2 separate regions of the Mus musculus genome follow, and region 1 is linked to region 2. Evidence: chromatin contacts called from public Micro-C data. All regions are on one chromosome and are shown on one strand. The core of a region is the stretch at or near the end of the contact, and the rest is flanking DNA. Distances in the headings are between cores, read along the strand shown. Region 1 overlaps Gm32543 (a long non-coding RNA gene). Region 2 has its middle 250 kb from the start of Gm32656.

Region 1 (2,731 bases), core at 231-2,730, 110 kb before region 2:
GACCCCGTTACACACACACCTCTGTATCCAAAAGGATTTGCATTATGATTTATAATGGTAGCAAAATTAAAATTATGAAATAGCAAACAAAGTAATTTTATGGTTAGGGGGTCACTGCAATATGAGGAACTGTGTTAAAGGGTCCCAGCATTAAACAAGGTTGAGAATTACTGATATAGGACATTTTGTAATTAGTGATTTATGGAGAAGGGCCCAACCCATTAACCCCAAGCTAATGCTCTTGTGTTTTTATAAGGATGGGAAAGCCACGAGGACCAATTCAATAAGTAGCATCCCTTCATGGTCTCTGCAGTAGTTCTTGCACTAATTTCCTTCAGTGATGATTATGATGTGGAAGTGCAAACCAACTTACCTTTCTTCTCCAATGTACTTTTGGTCATGGTGTATCATCATAGCAATAGGGATCTTAACCAGGACTGGCACTATTGATTAGATAACAAGTCCGATGTAATTTCTTATACGCTTTTTTTTTTTATTTACATGTAGTCACACCATATATTTGACATATTTCAAATTGATTCTGACGGTTGTTTGAATTCACTGAAGTGGACCACGGCTCAGTGAGAAACTAGAGACACTCTTAAGCTGTTTACATGCCTCAAAGATCAGAGTTAAAGTCAAGTTCAAGGCATCACCTCAGGTACAAATTACTAGAAAGTAATTTGCGTCTGTAAGTTAGGTTTTGATATCTTTAGTGCCATCAGCTATACGAATGTTGATGCTTTTATGTTGGCACAACCTGTAATGACCTGGAAAAGCGTATTTTTTTAAAGCAAATATTTATTTTAGTTTTAATTCTGTGTATGTGTCTTTGTGTGGGTGTGTACACCCATGTGCCAGTGTGAGCAAAGGCCAGAGGCATTGCATCCCAGGAAGCTTGAGACATAGGTTGTTATAAGTTGCCCAAAATAGGCACTGAAAATCAAAATTCTGTTCTTCTGCAAGAGCAGTCTGTACTCCTAACCTCGAAGCCATCTCTTCAGTTGCTGTGAACAGAATCTTAATGAGAGATGATCTAGATCAGGTAGGCCTGTGGGTATGTCTGTGGGGAATTGTTTTCATTTTTAATTGATTGGTAAGTGGGAAAAGCCAGCTCATTGTGGGTGGCACCATCTCATGGGCTGGGCCCTGAACTGTCTAGGAGTGAAGAAAGCTAGCTGAGTCGGCAGGGCAAGCAAGCGAGGATCTGTGCGTTTATTTATTTTTCTCTGCTTTGTTCTGTGGTTGTGATGCTTTAAGTTCCTGCTTTGAGAACTTGAGTCACAGTCCCCGAGAGAACGGATTGTAACTTGGAATTGTAAGCTGACTAAGGCCTTAATTTTTTTTTTTATTATTGTTGTTGTTCTGGAGATTTGTCACCGCATCAGAAATGAAACTAGAACAAAGAGTGACACCCAGAGATGCTCTCTATTTCCCAATATCCAAGTGAGGACTTTCATATTAAGCTCTTCCCTCTATTAAAGTAAATAGGACCGCATCCAACACTTGCATATGGGGAAATGCCCCTACTGCCACACAGCACTTCTGTAAACTCCCAAAGGGAACCTTAGAAGATTTAGAAGCTGATGTCTCATTGCAGTTCTTCTGAGGCTGTGGGAGAGCCAACAGAACGTGGCAAGAATCTGTAGCTGGATATCTTATTCATTAGAGGTAGAGGTTTAGGATCCAGGAGTGCATATTCTAGAATCTATAAGATTAAGGTTAAGAATGTGCCAGAGAAAGCCATGTCCCCTGGATTCTATAGTTTGAAATGGCTGCATCTGTCCGTGTAAGCTGTCACTAAATTCTAATAAATTAGAATTAAAAAAAAATACCAACCACAATACATTCAATAGTAATAGATTCAGGGGAATTGTTTGCTGACGGTTCCCCATCACTAACTGCATGCTAAAGTCCTCAATTTATTTTGTAAGTCATGTCAGTGGCTGAGATGCCAGTGGTCTTTCTGTTAAAGGCACTAAAGCCATTAAGAGTTTATTAAACCAAAGGGGTTGAATGAATTTTACGTTAAGTAGCTCAAAAAACAAAATCAAGTCTTACAATCTGCTACCTATGTTAAAATTTTCATTGAATGTAGTTGGATGTTGGCCATCACGAGTTTGACTTCAAGTTGTCAGGGAACATTTGGTGGCTTGGTGCTGGACCCAGAACTGTTCAGAGAGGGTAATTATTTCCTCAGAAGTGTCAGCAACCATTTATGAGCTCATGTGTGTTCCTAACGACATGCTGCAATCAATGTATGTCTTGACGACTTTCTTCAGAAGTGCTTAATCATTATTTACTGATTTTATTTAATTATACCTTTCAAGTTGAAAATATAATGGACCAGCTGGGCCTTTTTACTTATTAAGTATAGAAACAGTCTCCTACCTGTGATGATTCTACTTACTATTTTTTAGTTTTCTTTTCTTTTTTATTTAAACATTTTTATTAGATATTTTCTTCATTTACATTTCAAATGCTATCCTGAAAGTCCCTTATACACTCCCCCCTCCCTGCTCCCCAACCCACCCACTCCTGCTTCCTGGCCCTGGTGTTCCCCAGTACAGGGGCATATAATCTTTGCAAGACCAAGGGCCTCTCCTCCCAATGATGGCCGATTATGCCATCTTCTGCTACATATGCAACTAGAGACACGAGCTCAGGGAGTACTGGCTAGTTCATATTGCTGTTTCTCCTATAGGGTTGCAGACCCCTTTGGCTCCTTGGG
Region 2 (2,856 bases), core at 252-2,751:
TCCAGCCTTCTAGATTCATCCTGCAATCATTTCACCTGGAGGTACTTCTTCCTTTCATAGTGCAGCTGTCTCTCGGTATCTATTAGTTGTGATTGGGGTAAATCCTTGTGGATATCATGGCGTTCAAGTCCCTAATATAAAATCGCACAGCATTTACATTTATCTTATGTAATCCTACATGTATTTCAAGTCACTTCTAGCTTGTTTATAATACTAACTATTACTATGTTTATGCTATGTCAGTAGTTGTTACACTCTATGGTCTAGCAGATACAAGGTGTCATCTGTACTGCAAACAGGGGGCATGAATTCTTAGCACCAATGGGTTCCTCCATTCTTTCTTCTTTCTAGACAATATCACCTTCCCTCTGCCACTTCCCACTCCCTCTACAAAGTACTTGCTTTCTTCTTTGCCTTCTGTGAACCTTTTCCTATTTTTAGGGAATCCACAAGTTCTGAGTGCAAGAAGTCAGAGTGGGGTCAAGGATGCATTCAGGTGATTTCAGAAACAAATGTGATTTCAGAAGCCAGCAGCACAGAGTGTGAGGCCACCTTTTTGAAGTGCCATGTGCAGGAACAAATAAAATGCAAAAAATAAAAAAAAACCAAAAATAAACACAAAATAAAAATAAAACAAAATAAAACACAATGATTCAGTATCTCCGTGTGTTAACCCAGAACTCTGAAGTGTAGATCGATGAGAAGGAAACATAAGAGTGGGTGATAGCTCATCAGATATCCTCAGTTTAACTGCAGAGTAATGCAAATCCAGTTGTCAATGAATGACAATTCTTCACAAATACTGTTTGAGCACATCAATTTATTTCTCTGGGCGAAGTTCCTTTAATGAATATTAACCAATACCTTCTTTATAATAAGAATCGGGAAGTTGGGTGTAGTAGTTTATGTCAGTCTAAGGCAGAGGGCTTACTGTGAGTTTGAGCCTAACCTGGGATATAGAATGAGACCTTGTCTCAAAAAACGAACATGAAAACTAAGCAAAAGTTAAAGAGAGATGAGGATTGTTGAAGCACTTCACAGGGCTCTCTAGTGGGTTTGGAGGGACTCCCATATCAGTGGTATCTTCCAGGCTTTTTGGAGTAGTTTCCTGGGAAAAATGTCAAATCTTTATTAAAATAGAGCACAGCTCTTAACTCAGGGCTATTTTATTTGTGTAGCTCTTGCTGGAAAATTCCTCTTGCCTAATGTTATCAAATGAACTGGCTAAAATCTAGAGAAAACTGCTCATAAAACTGATAAGAACCCTGCCTTAAACAGCTTCATTTGAACTTTATGCCAGTGCCCTTGAGAAAGTGGGTCTGTATGTTTATAATCTTCCAGTTGAACACAGTCCTGCGTGGTTGGGTAACATTTGACCTTGAAAGGTTGTTCTGAAAGTCATGTTTCTCCCTCTTGCTGGCCATGCTGTTATCTGTGCATCAGTGAACACATTATCATGGCAGCGCTTCAGGAATGTGCAGAATAGCTGAGGAGCCTGAATACCACAGCAGTTTTACGTCTGCTAGGCTGTTACTACCAGTCCACTGGATCCATTGCCCAGAAGTCTGCTGTACTGCACATGCAGGAGACATGAACTTCATGACTTGGTCACTTTCAAGGGCATCTCAAAGTGTTGGCCAACACGGCTAGATTGTGGAGAATCTCCTCTTGGAGTAAGTTAACTCCTTAAAAAAATGCTTATGCCCTTTGGCTCTTATTTTGGATTAGAAAAAATGAATTTTGAGATCTCAAAGAAGTACTCAAATTAGACAGTATAAATGTAGTCCAGTAAAATAGTAGTTAATGGCATTGATGATAAAGTCAGTCTTCAGTTTAAACTCTATCACTCATTAGGTATATGGACCTGAAGGCCATGATTTTTTTTTTTTTTTTTAATCTGACCTTTAGTTTCTTGCTGTTTGAGATGGGAAGAATCAGAGCTTGCTAGCGATGCATCCATCAATCATCTGGGGGTTTTTTATGTTTAAGAGGATGATGTAAGCCCTGTACTTGCTATACTAAAAAGCAAGGAGAATTTGGTGACTTCTCGATGTTAATATCCACTTTGTTCAACTTCAGAGTTGTTGAAAGTAACAATCATAGCTCATTGTTCTTTATATTTCTCTTGTGAAGAAGAATGCCATGGGCAGAAGAGGTCATCAAGAACTATCACTGAGCACCTGTTTGCTTTTGGAAGCATTTTGTCCTCAATTCTGTTCCACTAGTGATTCCTTTGAGGGGGACAGAATGAGACCTTTATTTTCTTTATATTTGGTGAGAAGTCACATAGTATAAAAAATAGTTTTAGTATTTTGCAGATTTTTGTGAGCATCTGAAAGTTGGTTCTATTTTTCATAAGAACTTTTGGCAACAGTGAAAAAGTACAAGAAATAAAAGAACAAAAGGAACTCAAATGCCTGCAGACAATGGAACATTCTCTAACCAATGTGCCAATGCTCTCTGTCCTTGTCCTAGTGAATATTAGCACTCTATGTCTCATAATAGTTTCTCTCTCTCTCTCTCTGTCTGTCTCTGTCTCTCTCTGTGTATGTGAGTGGACTGATAACTTCTAGATCATCCTTTCTTTCCAACTTCCTAATTATTAATATGATCTTGACTGAAATGGAGCTTGTTAAGCCCATAACCAAAGGTTTGGTGTCAATATTTATGATGTGGCTGGGAAACTCAGAAGGGAGTTGAAGAGAGGGTTATCTCAGTCTTACATGAGCCACAGAAACTCCATGGTTTCCATAGAGCACATATTTCTTTTTCACTGCCATTTTAGGTAAATAAGAAAGACTGCAAGGCTCTGTATATTTAGAGGCAGAAAAGGAGGCTCCCAAATTAAATGGATTC

The links. Hi-C and Micro-C count contacts between places; a contact is called where the count stands out from the background.
Region 1: a Micro-C map of granulosa cells shows a contact between it and region 2, with 5 times the contacts expected there. The contact joins two enhancer-like sites. A contact is called at or near these places in 5 of 484 Hi-C or Micro-C datasets (bone marrow-derived macrophages, cumulus cells, granulosa cells and 2 more) and 1 of 115 datasets of contacts at active chromatin or transcription factors (bone marrow-derived dendritic cells).

Annotation. Positions count from the first base shown.
Region 1 is chr10:17,517,405-17,520,135 of GRCm38.p6, reverse strand. The region is part of intron 3 of Gm32543 (a long non-coding RNA gene); the gene reads left to right. Among named protein-coding and RNA genes, the nearest start is that of Gm32656, 140 kb to the left of the region's middle. Within about 2 kb of position 1,480, at least 47 of the 459 cell types and tissues checked have an H3K27ac peak or open chromatin away from gene starts, as enhancers often do. A contact at or near this core is called in granulosa cells, where this site is marked.
Region 2 is chr10:17,410,031-17,412,886 of GRCm38.p6, reverse strand. No RefSeq gene overlaps it. Among named protein-coding and RNA genes, the nearest start is that of Gm32656, 250 kb to the left of the region's middle. Within about 2 kb of position 1,501, at least 22 of the 459 cell types and tissues checked have an H3K27ac peak or open chromatin away from gene starts, as enhancers often do. A contact at or near this core is called in granulosa cells, where this site is marked.